Regions from separate parts of the Triticum aestivum genome. Here region 2 is linked to region 1. Evidence: chromatin contacts called from public Hi-C data. All regions are on one chromosome and are shown on one strand. Each heading gives the region's core, a stretch centred on a gene start, on an enhancer-like site or on the middle of the called end of the contact. The rest is flanking DNA. Distances are from core to core; before and after follow the strand shown. Region 1 holds the start of LOC123111290 (alpha-L-arabinofuranosidase 1). Region 2 holds the start of LOC123111292 (histone-lysine N-methyltransferase, H3 lysine-9 specific SUVH1-like).

Region 1 (7,900 bases), core at 4,036-6,535:
CATGGAGTGTTACATAACTAATATTAAGAACAAGAGAACCATTTTACAGTAAGCGTACATCAACAAGGTAGGCTATCCTAGGAATACCCCTTGAAAAATATGAGCAAGTTGTGAATTCATATGAAAGGTAGTACCATGAAAACAAGAGCCTTTGCAAGGCTGTTTCACAGGCATCTTTCTGCAACATAAAAAGGTCTGCAAAGCAATGACAACTAAGGCATACCTTGGGTCCACTACGAGAGGTATTGTCAAATGTATTCTTCATGGAAAATAGTGCCCTGGAACCGGTATAGACCTAAAAAGAAGAAGCATCCTCAAGATCTCAGAAAAAAACTTGAGTGCTCGACCTTGGTGAGATAGAATTATAGTATCTATACAACAAGAAAGGCAAACAGATCTGGTAGCAAGTAGCGTACATGGAAATCATATAGATCAGCAGGATGGTCAAGTGGTCCAGATGAACCATCACAATTTGAAATCATCTGAATGTCTGGATAGGCCTCTCTTATAGCATTGTAGAACTTAAGGTAGTTACCTGTTCAATAGAATTAGAGAATGTCATGTATCTAAAGACATCATATCAGTAGTAAATAGTTGTAACCGGTGGTTCTCTATAGTTCAAGTAAAATTTATACACTACAACAGGGAGTTATGGTAAGATAGAAACATTTTACATGCAAAATCAACCAAAATAATTAAGGGGCAGATAACTACTTTCGTGTTTTCTTAGCTGTTGGGGACATATCGGTTTATCTCGGGTACAGAATGCTCTTAAAATACGAGAACATTAATCCACAATATCAGTGTCTGGTCAGCGTTGGAATGAATCACCTTCACTGAATCTAAACCTTGGAACCTTAGAAACGCGATCATTGCTATCTACCATAATACACTGGACAGTAGTCTCCCCATCATCAGATGGATGCAAATTCTTCTTCCCGCAATCAGACCACTCAGATGACGAGTACATATTCTCTTAAGTTTAAGGGATTTCTATTTGATATCTATAGGCACTGCTCAGCCTGATAAAATACTAGAATGAGAAACATTGCCTCATCAAAAACTTTGACTTGATATCCCTCTCTTCCCCATACTTAGAAATGCTTGACAGAAAGTTGAATGGTTGATTATCAAATGAGATCGTTAGCTTATATGGGTAGGTCGGACAAATTTGAATTATGTACATGATGCACCTTGCACGTTAATATATTCTTGTTATTTTTCATATGCACAAATGTGACTCTCCGCACACAATCACGAAATCACATATTGCATATGTTATTTATTTTAGTAGATATATCATGGTCCAGCTATGCTTCCTGTTCCTTGATTGTACATCTTAATATTGTGCACAGGGCATTAAGTGTGCAGATTACCACAAAAAAGACTTGAGTGTGGAATGAATGCTGTTGAAATTTTACCACGGTAATTTTCTTTCCCACAATCTTCATTTCCGATTGCAACATATTTGACTGGGAATGGTTCAGGATGCCCCATTGCAGCTCTAACAGAACCCCATGTTGATTCTGCACTCCCCCTTGCAAATTCTAGACTGTCCAGTATATCCTGTAGAGCAGATGATAACAACAGTTCCATAATAATGAACCTAAATGGTGAGTTACGACAACTACCTAAGCCTGCAAACAAAATTGGAATCTCTTGACGAGTGTGATACTATTCACTATTCAGAGAAACGTACAATTAACTTTGTGTTCAATATCATCTCTATTTCTGAGCTATGTTAATAAGAAACTAAAGAAATAAGACCAACACCATCTCTGTTCCAATATTGATCAGCAAGAAAAAAGAATTTTACTACTATTTTAGGCCACTCGAGCAGACTCATCATACATATTTCTCCTGTTAGGTTCAGAGTAGTAAGGTTTCTAATCTACAGATATGCCCAGAAAAGAAAATGTATTGGTCCGCTCTGCTAGAAAATTAGTTGGGAGTTCAAACTTCAGGACATACCTTTACGAAAGGAGCAATAGCAGTAGTATCAACTTCATCATGGTGGCTGATTCCTGATAATTAAGGGAGAACTTTCGTAAGTAAGGAGGGAAACAGTAGTGGTCAAAGATATAAGATATCTAGTAATAATTACCATTGTTGAATACCCAGACTGGGGCAGCACCGAGAACTTCAGAAAGCTTTTATATAGGTTTCAAAAGTTATATATAATTAAAGGTAATAACAGAAAAGGAAAGGGTGAAACGTTGTAAACAAGCACCTGAAGAAACTCATAATATCCGAGGCCATCATCGGTCCAGTAATTCCAGACATCCCCATAGTGTCCAGGCCTCTCTTCCCATGGACCTATAGAGTCCCTCCATCTGAATGCGTTTCTTAACCAACTGCCTTCAACAAAGCAACCTCCTACAATAGTTGCATGTGATCTAGTCAATAATCCCAGATATGTCTGAATAATGTATGTGCAAACATCACGAATTCGATTTTTTCAATCAGAAGCAGTTTCAACAAACCAGGGAATCTCAAGAACCGGGGTTTTAAATCCAAAAGCATGGATATGAGTTCTGTGCGGAAACCGTGCCCCTGAGAGTACAGAGAAATTTGGTATGTCAAACTCTCAGATAAACATATGCACCACTGGTATATTCATATACTACAACAATTAAAAAAAATAAGTTGAAGTTTCTAAGTTTTAACAAGATTAAATTCCAGTATAGCTTTACTTGAGATGTACTAATATTCTGAGTATCAATATTGACAACAAAAGTATGATTTACCTTGTATGTATCCGAAGGCATGAGTGATACTTGATCAAGCCATACAACTCCCTTTGTCTTAGCTGTTATTTGAAGTCTTGAGGTTCTGTCTGTTCCTTGAGCAACCAACTTCTGGTCCAATTTTATCCAATTCGATCCGCCAGGTACTCTGCAGAAGTGCAAACCTTTCCTTAACTGTTAATCAGTGGCACAGCTAGAAAAGTACTTCGGGGGGTGGGAGGGGTGGCAAAAGGCAAATCTGAAGATCGGAGGGGGCAAAACACTATTATTATTTTCCATCTAAGCCCTCCAAATATATTTTTTTCCTTCACAATTATTTCTCTTTCAAAGGCTGGGGGTACAGTGGCCCTCTCTGGCGTACACATACCTCCACTAGTGTTGCTAATAGTCAAATTTACTCGTCATGATGTCCAAATTTGAGAGAGAAGATGCTAACCGTATGGCAGCTGAAGCCAGAACTCGTAATCCGTCAGAGCTTGTTAGTGAAACTGTCATTTCTATCATTTCTGGTGACTTGGCATGCATAACTAGATTGTAGGTCTTCCCATCCTCTATGTTCTGGAGATTGGAATGATAATTATGATGGCATTATTGGAAAGCAAACAAATGAAAATGCAGTATATTACATAATGTGCACAAAATTTTGACAAACACGACAGATTGAAAGCTGACATTACCTGAAAGCTACACACAACATGCATGGTGCTAGTTAATTCTGGTTTCATGAGGAAAAAACGCGAAGTAACAGCAGTATGCTATGATTAATCAACCTATGATCGACGTAAACTCATACCATGCCCCAGAACCCAGGGTTGTAAATGCCAACACCGCCAACTGGGCAGTTATCACAGAGAACCTCCATTCTTAGAGCAACCTTGTTTCGCCTGAAACATGACGTGCGGTCTGTTCCCACAAATATGGAAGAGTCATCTCCAATGATGGACCATGGTTCAATATTTGATGGAGTATGGGGGCCTCCAGCTTCAAAACCTGGATCGTAGGAAAACCAAGTTATTCTAGACCTTGAAAATCAACAGCAACTTAAGTGAATGCCTATTGGTTTATTCAGGATGTGTAAGATGGAATTTCCGTAATTGGACAATAGTCATGACTGACTTGAAGATGTTGTGGTAAAGTAGATTTGAATTCATCATGAAGAATAGGTCAATAGGGAATTGTAACCTTCAGACAATAACATTTAAGGGTAGCTCTTCTAAATTTATTCTATATGCTTTTCTTTGTCAACAGATATAGTTCCCTGTTTAAGTTCAGATGTTCAAATGCACTGGATTGGATAGGAATGTTGCCACATGTCAGTTTTACTTCAAGTGTTGTGTATTAGATTTGAGAAGTATTTAAGTACCTCTATTACTAACAAGCTCTGCCCATATTCCACCAGCTCCTGCATGGTTGATCTCCTACATTATTAGTCAATCCAGTTGAAGTGAGAACCTGATGGAACATAATTGGTACAGATGGATTATTCTGTGAATGCAGTGAACCTAGAAATGCCTGCAAAGTGCCACGAGAAAAAGATGAACTAACAAGATCTGCATCACTTTTCTCACCTCAAAAAATATTCCAAACAGCGTATCAGGGATCTTTCGAGCAAGGTGCGATGAGGCATCAACACCAAGGCGTGCCACTTGTGTGATCTCAAATTCTGATGCCGAACATTTGCAGCTCACGCAGAAGAGAAGCAACAAGCAAAGAATAGTACGGATACGACAGAGCGTTTCTTTGGAACCCATACGCTCCAAGTTCTAAAGACTAACCAATCTGTCAGTTTGAACAGATAACAAATCAGGATACATTATGCAATGCCAATCACGTCTTTTGATGGAAATTATAAGAACAAACTACTCAAACATGTCACCACCAAATTATAAAACGACAATAAGGCCGACCCTGGCCATGGAGTCCTGCCAGGGTCAGTTGGCATGTCCAAAACAATACATATCTATACAACTTAACCAAATAACTTGCCACTCTATACTATTTGTAGAGCATGAAGTTTAAGAATTAAAAGGCATTTATTTACAGATTATACAACTAAACACTTGTTTTTAGACAGGAAATGGGAGCTGAATTCAAATGGTCCTATCACTGGTTGAACGAAAGCACAGACATGGAGCAATTCTCTTGTATTGGCCATTTCATCGAACAACTCATCTACGAAATCAAGAACCGAAGGAGTAAACAAGCAGGGCCAGAAGCAAAGAAAAAGATCGCAGTTCGAGGAGAGTCCTCACCAGGCAGCGCAGTTCGAGGAGAGTCGTGAGTGCGGGGTGCAGGGAGACCCGGAGGCTGCGGCCTTAAGTAGGCGAGGCCGGAGGCGACGTGCCGGTGGCTTCGGAGTGAAGCGCGCGGGGTGCACAACGGCCTCCGCCGTGGGATGACGGAGGCTGGCGGCGCCACGGCTGGTTGCTTGCCGGGGTGTGCTTCGGCGGCGGCGTCAGACCACTGACACGCGTGGGCCCCGGAGCGAGCGGTGGTGCCTATCCGCATCGCTGTGCCCTTTTAATTTGGGAAACCTTCCGAGACGGCGCGCCGGCCGAATCGTTAGACCGGTCGCACCGCTCGCTTTCTCTACATGTAGGCCCACCACCGAACGATCATCTACCTTATCTCTTCAGGACAACACCATCCACTCATTCTTTGCTCGTGCATCTCCTCTACCGCAACCTCCTCCGCTCGCCTCTTTTCTTCCTCTCTTGTAGATGCTTACGCCTCCCTCACCGGCGACCGGCTGTGCCGCCAGCCATGGCCACCGCGCCTCCCCCACCGTGGCTGCCCCCACCCCGCCCCCTCACGCCCCACCAGCGACCAGCGCTGCAAACCAACCCCCACCGGTGCTGCCGATGGCAGCGAGAAGTAATGGAGAGCCGCGGCGGCCGACGTTGAGGCGTTGCAACCATGGCGACAAGTGATGGAGATCCATCATTTTCTTTTCTTGGAAGCAGCCCCAATTTTTGCTGCAGACGCCCTTGATTTTTGCTGAAACCAGTGTAAGATTTTGCTACAACCACGTTCTTTTTCTATGGAACCAACTCGAAGTTTTGTTGCCATGTCATTTGCTTTTTGGTACAACCGGTTTTCAATTTTGCTACCACCATCTGCAGTTCTTGCTGGAACCAATTAATTATTTTGCTACCACTATTTTCGTTTCTTTTTTATAGAACCAACCCAAATTCTTGCAACCATGTCATTTGTTTTTGATACAACCAATGTACATTTTTGCTACAACCAACCTCGGTTTTTGTTGGAACCAATCAATTATTTTGCTACTATGTTTTTTGGGGGGAACCAGTGCATCAATTTCTTTGCTACCACCGTTTGAGTTTTTGCTACAACCAATGTTCTCAATTGCTACATCCAACACGCATCACAGTGTCATGTAATTTGTTGGAACCAGCAAACATTCTTGATTGAAGCGGCATGATTTTTTGTTGGAACCAGTGTTTCTTTTTGCTGGAACTAGCTAATTTTTTTGCTACAAATCTACTACTGGAGTTTTTGTGCTGTTGAGAGTTTTGCTGGAACCATCATTATTTTTTGCTGGAACCGGCAAATCTTTTTGCTTCAACCCAGCATTGGAGATTTTTATTGCTTTTTTTGCTAGACATGACGCTGCAAGTTGACAATGGCGGCGAGCCGGAGACGGGGACGCCAGGGATGCTCCAACCATGATGACAGCGCACTAGAACCCTCCTGTGTTTGAGTTGCAACCATGACGAGCAGAGGCAGCCAAGGCAAGTGTCGGACACGACCGTCAGGCAAGCGGCAGGCGAGCGCGGGTGACGGGCGTGATGGCGCGGTGGAAAGCAAGCACGGGAAGACGAGGACTATCGCGGGCGGCCGGCGAGCACACAGATCTGGCATGTGCTCTCGCTGTCCTTTTTTTCATGTTTCCTGTGCGTGTTTTTTTTCTGCGTGTTTGACTTTAAAACAAAGCAATCAGACGGTGGGGAACCGATGTATCGGGCGGCTGGGGCTTGACCGGCCGAACAGTTCGGTCGGCGCGCCGGCGCCTACAAGCGCCCTTTTAATTTGTGCGCGGCGCATTCGTCGTGGCAACGATCCATCCAACGGCTTTGGAGACTGAGTTTGTCTGTGTCCGGATCTCTGTGTCCACACATACAAGGATGCTCTTGGAGGAATTTTATAGGAAAAAAATGAGAAAAATTCACTGTAGGTCACAAAACTTGAGCCGGTTGACACTTTAGTACCACTATTTCAAAAATACCCGAACTACAGTTCATGTACTTGCGCAAAGGGTTCACTTTGGTCCGTATATACGAATTTAGCTACGTATTCGCTGACTTGGCCGAGTCAGCTGTTGCTGGCTAGGCTTTGACCGCCACCTGTGTAGCACCTAGTCGGGGGGGGTAATACTAGTAGTTCGGTTTTTTTTGCAAATGCGCCAACACCTGAACATTAAACGCTCGCGCACCTGGTGGGACCGCACCCGCTCGCACCCTCTCTGCTCGTCGTCGCTGCCGAGGTAGTGCCTTTGCTCGTCGGCGTCGACGACGGCTCCATGAGCACGTCGTCGGACGCTGAGCTGCCGCCGTCCGCGCCGTTCGGGAGGGGCCTGCGGACGTGCCTCTTGCTCCTTCGCGTCGTCATGATGATGCCTCGCCGCCCATGTACGGTACGTCGCCGTCGCCGGCAGCTCCGTTGCTCGATCTGTCCAATTTAGCTCCCGTAAAGAGTTCTTGGTCGCATCAATTGCGCGTACGAGCTAGGGTTTGGGCGTTCGTTCAACTCTCTGACGGATTGGGTGTGGGGTGGTAGGGTTTTAGCAGTTTCTTGAAGAACTTTGTGGCAGACCATAAATAGGGCTGCGTCATGGGGGGTTTGCAGTAGATGGCCATGTTTGCAGAGATCTGGAGTGGTTAGGGTTCTTTCTCCCCCCAATTTGTCATGGGTCCAGGGGTCTAGGGTTTAAGCAGTAAAGTTTGCTTTTAGTGTCAGAGTGTTAATTGGACCAAAATTGTTTTAATTTGCAATTACATTGGGTCAGATTTACCAAAAATGGTTGCTTTACGACCTGTAAGATCATACATTTGTTAATTGCAGCCATGAGTCTCTGTTTTTCTTTCTGAAAAAGTCAAAAAGTCTGAATGTCTGGACTGTCTGAACCTCTCTGT
Region 2 (7,900 bases), core at 2,634-5,133, 130 kb after region 1:
TACTGAGGGAGTCTTGGACTAGGGGGTGTCCGGATAGCAGAACTATCATCATTGGCCGGACTCCAAGACTATGAAGATACAAGATTGAAGACTTCGTCCCGTGTCCGGATGGGACTTTCCTTGGCATGGAAGGCAAGCTTGGCGATACGGATATGTAGATCTCCTACCATTGTAACCGACTCTGTGTAACCCTAGCCCTCTCCGGTGTCTATATAAACCGGAGGGTTTTAGTCCATAGGACGAACAACAATCATACCATAGGCTAGTTTCTAGGGTTTAGCCTCCTTGATCTCGTGGTAGATCCACTCTTGTACTACCCATATCATCAATATCAATCAAGCAGGAGTAGGGTTTTACCTCCATCGAGAGGGTCCGAACCTAGGTAAAAACATCGTGTCCCTTGTCTCCTGTTACTATCCGCCTAGACGCACAGTTCGGGACCCCCTACCCGAGATCCGCCGGTTTTGACACCGACACCCCCCTTTCCTTCCTCCCTTCCCTATTCCCTTTTCCCCTCCGGTGAAATAAGGAAAGAGGGGCAATTGGGATAGGAACCCCAAGTAGGATTCCCAAGGGGCGCCCCATGGCAGCTCCCCTCCCCCTCCCACCTAGATATACATGGGGAGGGGGCACCTAGAACACGCAACAACAATCGTTAGCCGTGTGCGGCGCCCCCCTTCGCAGTTTACGCCTCCGGTCATATCTTCATAGTGCTTATGCGAAGTCCTGCGCGGATCACATCACCATCACTGTCACCATGCCGTCGTGCTGACGGAACTCATCTACTTCCTCGGCACCTTGCTAGATCAAGAGGGCGAGGGACGTCATCGCGCTGAAGTGTGCAGAATTCGGAGGTGCCGTACGTTCGGTACTTGATCGGTCGGAGCTAGAAGAAGTTCGACTACATCAACCACGTTGTCAAACGCTTGCGCTTTCGGTCTACGAGGGTACGTGGACACACTCTTCCCCGGTCGTTGCTATGCATCTCCTAGATAGATCTTGCGTAAGCGTAGGATTTTTTTGAAATTGCATGATACGTTTCCCAACAGAAAATAGGTGCGAACAGACATAAAATAGACCAAAAGATGAAAATAGGTGTCCATCTACTTTTATCCTTACAGACCAACGGACAATTTGAGTTTGTGAACGCGCGACCCCATCATGTCCGGCTGCGTCCGTTTGGAGGTATACGGACAAAACATGCCTCCCAATGCGCGGCCGCAAACGGACCATCATCCGGTTTCTGTTCGCTTTTGACCCATTCCCGGCCCAAGTTTGGGCCGAGTTTGTGGCCGAATGGACAATCACGGACGCGAGAGGTGTGTGCCCTTGTCCTGCCCTAGCCCGCCTGTCGGTGAGACAGACCCCCCTTTTCTCTTCCTCTACCTCCCTCCGCGCCCCCGCCATCGTTGCCGCCACCACCATCCCCCTGGCCGTGCCGTCTTTCACCAGGGACGTCCCAACCACCATCGCACTGTGCCATAGCTGTCTCTGTGCCGGCTTGCCAGAAAGCATTTGGTCGACGTTCTCTATGTTGCTGATGGGAGACAAACTACGGCCGTCGTCGTCGTCGCCCGTCGTCACCAACCTCTTCAGGCCGGCCGTTCGGTCATGCAAGGCGCCATCCACCATCATCGTCGCCCATCGTCTCCAGGCCAACCTGCGAGGGGAGCAGAGCATGCACTATCCGTCCACTTTCCGACCATGACCGCAAGGCGTTTGACGGATTTCTGAGAAGGTACAATGGACAGTGGTGATGAGTTTTTCTTTCACAATTTCATTTGCTCATCTGATGATTCATCCTCGGATGAGGAAGAGCTGGCGGCTGCGTTGGTCGTGCATGAACACATCACTAGGAAGCGGCCTCGGTATAGGGGATCAATCCCCGGCCATGCTCTGGCCTTGGACCGCAATAGAGAGAAAGGCAACACCTTCTCTATGTCGGTTACTTTAAGGATGGTCCACTCTTTAAGCCACGTCAATTTCGTCGCCGATTTCGAATGAGAAGGAACATGTTCAATCATATTCACAAGGGAGTGGTCGCGTATGACCCATACTTTGAGTGAAAAGTGGATGCCCTAGGCAAGCTTGGTTTCTCTTCATACCAGAAATGCACTGCGACTATGCGCATACTTGCATATGGAATTCCTGGTGATCTTGCGGATGAGTATGTTCATATGAGTGAGTCCACATGTTGAAAGAACATGCGGTGCCCCCATGTTTGGTTTTGGCAATTGATGACAATCTCTATGGACTAATGGTTGCCTTGAGTTATATTTGAAGGGTTTGTCCATAGGCTTTTCTTGAAGTCCATTTGTTGGTTTCAAGGAGAGTTTGTGATGACCAAGGTGCTATTAAGGAATTATCCAAAGATTGGCCATATGAGTGTTGTGCTTATAGCAAGCATGTCTTGAAGAAAAAGAGTGTGTGATCATTCATGTTTACCTTCAAGACATCATCCAAATGAAGAGAGTTGGAAAGATTCAAGGTTGATCCAGACTAAGTCAAAGAGTGAATCAAGTTGATCAACACACAAAGCATAGAAGATGTATCGAGAGGGATCAAGCGATCCCATGGTATGGTAAGCATTGTCAATTATACTTTGTGTACTAACCCATGATCTTCGTGAGAGTTCTTTGTGTGGTTAGGTTGCGGTGTGCAAGTTCAAGTAGGATCATCACGAAGAGATCATATGCTTGAAGCTTGCCGTCCATTGTGGCGACAATGGACTTGTGAAGATGCGCAGAAGAGTGGCTCACCCATAGTGGAGTATGGGGGAGCAATCTACTAGTCTTCATCGAGCCAACGCAATCAAGAAAGGTGGTCCATCTTGAGGAGGAGAAGATCGTCATCATCTAGCTCAAGTGGATCATGTGCAAGGCAAATATTTGCCCTTGATAGGTTTTCTATTTTACCGGTCTCACGGTAGTTGTGGGAGATCGGGTTATAGGATCGATTGTTGTACTATCAAGGGGGGCTCTCGATGAGTTGCTTGATCGTATCGTTCGTAGAGAGCTCAAACCATTGCATCCTTGCATCATCTTTATTGGTTCTTGTTTGGTTCTTCTCCTTGTGAGATTTGGAACTCTTGGTCTTTTTTATGACAAGCTCGAGTTCATCGAAAACGGAGTTCACTTGCATCTTCTATGATGTTTTTGATGTTGGAGGGTATGCCGGTTCTTCTCTGTTGGAGGGTATGCCGGTTCTTCTCTGTTGGAGGTTTCACTCCTTTGTTTGTTGACGGGCGACGACGATGCTGGATGGCGCCTTGCGTGACCGAACAGTCGGCCTGAAGAGGTTGGTGACGACGAGCAACGACGACGGCCGTAGTTTGTCTCCCACCGGCAACACAGAGAACGCCGGCCAAATGCTTTCCGGCAAGCCGGCGCAGAGACAGCTATGGCACGGCGCGATGGTGGTTGGGACGTCCCTGGTGAAAGACGGCGCGACCAGGGGGTGGTGGTGGCGGCAGCGATGACGGGGACGCGGAGAGAGGTAGAGGAAGAGAAAAGGGGGTCTGTCTCACCGACGGGCGGGCCAGGGCAGAACAAGGGTCTGTATTTCACCCTTTTGCTACCGAGCTGTCACGTAAGGGAGTGAACTTTTTGCCAGGCCGAAGTGAAGTGAAGTGACTTTGACCGGCAGATGTCTTAATAAGCTGCCACCGGTGAGCAGCGTTGAACCGTTTCCAGCTGGTTCCAGCGGCACGGATCTCGAGACCGATCCAACGGTGAACAGTGAAAGCACAGAAGCCCAAGAGGCGAACCTTGCCAGCCGTGACCGGTGACACGACCGCCTGGCACTACACGTGTAGGCCCCCTGAGAGCTGAGACGGATTCACCGAGGGGAGGGGAGCCCCAAGCCGTGGCACAACACAGGCAAGTGCCCTTTTTACCCCACCACACTACCACTTGTGACCTCCAAAGAAGTGAAACCACAACGCACCAGCGAGCGCTTCGGTGGAGAGAGGAAGAGCTTTCGCTTCCACGACGTCCTCGAGGTCAGTCGGCTCCCGGCAATCTTTCTTGCGATTTTATTTTCTGGCGCTCTTGAGTAGTAGTAGTAATTTTTGGTTTTGGATGATCGTATCTGTGGAGAAATGGCCTTCTTTTCTGGGTTCCTCAACGTTCCTCTTCTTGAACTTTGTTTCTTCTTTCTGTCGATACCGGCATTTTTGGTTCATATGTGAGGAGGAGAGGGACATGGAACGTAGCATGCTGAAATAGATGTGTTTTCTGTCGGTTTAAAACAACCCCAATCTGTACTACATTCATATGGTATGGATACTTCGACACAAAGTAACACAATAGTGAGCAGAGCAGCATATGTGTTTTCCTCTGTTTCTTTTGTTTCAATAGAAAGAAGATTCCTCTGTTTCTGCTTGCTGCATTTCACAAGACCCTGTTCTTTCAGCTCAATGGTTTATATCATTACTTGAATCTACAGATTTATTCTCTTTAAAAAAAAAAAGCACTGACCTCCCTTTCTTAAAAAGATTACAGTGTGAAAAAGATCACACTTCTTTTATTAAGTGTAAAAGAGATCTCAACCAAATCCTACTCGTCAGTCAATATGCCATTTTTACACTGCCACCATCGCATAAAGATTCATATTAATTCCACCCAGCCAACAAGCTAGTGATCAAAATATGAATCTTTTCTGTTTCCGCGTTGCTGCATTTCACTTCACAAGATAATACAGTTTTGTCCTGTTTTGAAGCTGATACAATGTTCTGAACTTACATATTTACATGGATGCTATTCTTCGTTGATCATATATATTTGATCTTCCATATACATCAGCTAGCATCTAGTATTAACTCTACCCTGTTTTTTTCTACTGCCAGGAGTTCACCATGGGGAGCTTGATAGACGAAGCAGGAACTGAGGAGCAGCCCTTGGACCCGAAGCCATTGCACTCACTAGCGCCGATGTTCCCTACCCCTCCTGGGTATGATCTAGCAACTGCTGGATCATCCGACCCACCATTCTTCTACTACATCACACCAATACGACAACACCCTGGGCCGGCTCCAGCTTCATTTGCTGGGCCGCCGCCAGGGCCCTGCTCCTCACCGCAACAACACCCTGGGCCGGCTCCAGCTTCATTTGCTGGGCCGCCACCGCAACAACACCCTGGGCCAGCTCCAGCTTCATTTGCTGGGCCGTCACCAGGACCAGGGTCCGCAGTTCCTCTGAAGGCCACGCCAATCTCGGCAGCATTTCCCGCGCGGCGACTCAAAGAGGAACTGTCGGATGAAGACTACACTCCTGCTTCCGAGAAGAGGAAACCATCTTCATCTTCACCCAAGAGCACAGCCAAGAGGGTTCGGCAGGCCGGAGACTCCACTGCAGCCAACACCAAGCAGAGACCGATCAGGAGGAGCCTCAGCAAGGAGCTCGCCGGCTGGCCCTCCGCATCGGACAACCCAAGGGAGGCAGTGGAAGCGACCATGGCCATGTTCGACTCGCTCCGGCGCCGGACGCTGCAGCTGGATGAGAAGGAGGGCTTGGGCAGGCGCGCCGACCTCAAGGCCAGTGTTCTCATGAACCATAACAACCTGAAGATCAACAGCCTCAAGACGATAGGCCCCGTCCCGGGCGTCGAAATCGGAGACATCTTCTTCTACAGGATTGAGATGTGCATCGTGGGGTTGCATGCGCCATCCATGGCCGGCATCGACTACCTGTCGGCTAAGCTTGTTGCCGGGAGGGACGAGAGCCTGGCCGTGAGCATCATCTCGTCCGGCGGATACGAGAACGTTGAAGATGAGACCGACACCCTGGTGTACACGGGCCAAGGAGGCAACAGCCGGCGCAAGGACAAGGAGAAGCACGACCAGAAGCTGGAGAAAGGAAACCTTGCTCTCAGCAACAGCGCCAGCAAGAAGAACCAGATCAGGGTGGTGCGCAGTGCACGGGACCCTTTCTCTATCACAGCAGGCAAGGTTTACATCTACGATGGAGTGTATCGCATCGAGGACTCCTGGATGGACACGGCCAAGAACGGGTTCAGTGTGTTCAAGTACAGGCTGAGGAGGGAGCCAGGGCAACCTCATGGAATTTCAGTCTGGAAGATGACAGAAAAGTGGAAGGCAAACCGTGCCACAAGAGAAAATGCCATGGTGCTGGATCTATCATCAGGGGCTGAGATCCTGCCTGTGTGCCTTGTCAACGAAGTCGACGGCGAAACGGGGCCGAGCCACTTCAAGTATGTCACCGGAGTGAAGCACTCGAGACCTCTTGGTAGGAACAAGCCATTGCACCACTGTGAGTGTACTAGTGTGTGCATGCCAGGTGACCCCAATTGTTCGTGCGCGCGACAGAATGGCGGCGATCTTCCCTACAACTTGGACGGGGTGCTCGCGAGGCATGTTCCGATGCTTTACGAGTGCTCTCGTGACTGCCATTGCACCAAGGACTGTCGGAACAGGGTTGCACAGAGAGGTGTTCAGCTCAACTTTGAGGTGTTCCGGACCGGAGACCGTGGATGGGGTCTCCGATCATGGGACCCGATCCGTGCCGGCGCATTCGTTTGCGAGTATGCTGGTCAAGTCATGGACGAAACCAACATGAGCATGGATGTCGAGGAGGACGAGTACACCTTTCGCACAACATGTCCAAGTGACAAGGCTCTAAGATGGAACCTGGGTGCAGAGTTGCTCGAGGAAAAAGGTGCAGATGCCACAGCTGAGAGGTTTAAGAAGCTTCCTGTCGTGATAAGTGCAAAAGATGCAGGCAACGTTGCTCGTTTCGTCAACCATAGCTGCTCCCCGAATCTACTCTGGCAGGCTGTGCAATATGACCATACCGATGACAGTTATCCGCATATCATGTTCTTCGCTATGAAACATATCCCTCCTATGACTGAGCTGACATATGATTATGGCATTAGAGGGGCTCCTCCGGGCCTCAAGGGGAAATCTCCCCTGGCTTGCAAGCTCAAGCCATGCTTATGTGGATCTGCAAACTGTCGAGGTTCTTTCTGACACAAAATATGCTGGGCATAAACAAGGTACAGAAAAATGTCATTATCTCTGTTCCTTCTAGGTTTTCCGGTCATGTTTAACAAGTATTGTACTCCCTCCGTTCCAAAATAGATGACTCAACTTTGTACTAGTGTCTTGTCACACGGTATGTATTGTCATTACTCATCACTTGATGTTGATGGATTTTTATTAGTCATGTCTTTGCTAGAGAAGAACGTATCCTACAGACTACTACTCCATACTAGACAGCGTAACTATATGTCTCCAATCTGTGCCTTGGCCGCCAAATTGATGCTGATATTGTTCTCCTTTTCAGGTTATTACGCTGTTGTATGGTAGGAGTACATGGTGGCTGGGCGGTCCCGCGGAGTAGCCAGCGTCTCTGTATTTTGGACAAGGGAGCAGAGTAGGCAGCCGTCCTCTCTAGTATTATGTATGCCGGTGTGGTGGCCAAGAGTGTGTCTGTCTGATGGCTTTTGTGATGCAAAATCGTGTGTAGTACATGTTGCATACGCAGGCGTGTCATGTGCAAATCATGCAGCAGCTGTCATCTACTCCCTCCGTTCGGAATTAGATGTCGCGACTGCTGTACATTATGCATTTTGCAAACATGTCCTTATACTTTTGAATCATTTGAAAAAACGCCCCCGTCTCCTTCCTCACTACTCCACCGTCGCTCACGCGTCGCCGGCTCCGGCCACTATCCCCCGTCTTCCTCCCCCGTTCTCCTCAGCACCCAGAGAGAGTCTCCGCGCGTCGCAGGACCCAGGACCCAGCCGCCTGTGCAGGAGACGACCTGCGTCGTCGCGGAGGAGACGCGCAGGACCTTCACGGAGGCGCCTTGCGCCGCCGCCCAGCTGCGTAGCCGCCATGGGTGTGCCCTCGCCTACCTGAGCAGCGGGATTGCTCCTA

Evidence for each region. Hi-C and Micro-C count contacts between places; a contact is called where the count stands out from the background.
Region 2: a Hi-C map of leaf shows a contact between it and region 1, with 4 times the contacts expected there. The contact joins the promoter of LOC123111292 here to the promoter of LOC123111290 in region 1. A contact is called at or near these places in 2 of 5 Hi-C or Micro-C datasets (both in leaf).

Annotation. Positions count from the first base shown.
Region 1 is chr5B:265,533,947-265,541,846 of IWGSC CS RefSeq v2.1, forward strand. It overlaps LOC123111290 (alpha-L-arabinofuranosidase 1), which reads right to left and starts at 5,286. Exons shown (of 18, transcript XM_044532046.1): 1 at 5,000-5,286; 2 at 4,316-4,526; 3 at 4,111-4,165; 4 at 3,541-3,737; 5 at 3,184-3,305; 6 at 2,748-2,895; 7 at 2,484-2,553; 8 at 2,231-2,376; 9 at 2,105-2,150; 10 at 1,972-2,024; 11 at 1,422-1,566; 12 at 417-535; 13 at 224-295. The coding sequence starts at 4,498. LOC123111291 (a long non-coding RNA gene) reads left to right here and starts at 5,385. Exons shown (of 2, transcript XR_006454361.1): 1 at 5,385-5,755; 2 at 6,370-7,008.
Region 2 is chr5B:265,666,415-265,674,314 of IWGSC CS RefSeq v2.1, forward strand. LOC123111292 (histone-lysine N-methyltransferase, H3 lysine-9 specific SUVH1-like) reads left to right here and starts at 3,884. Exons shown (of 3, transcript XM_044532048.1): 1 at 3,884-4,000; 2 at 4,847-7,014; 3 at 7,305-7,443. The coding sequence starts at 4,856. The coding sequence ends at 6,988. It overlaps LOC123111293, which reads right to left. Exons shown (of 2, transcript XM_044532049.1): 2 at 7,441-7,900. The coding sequence ends at 7,666.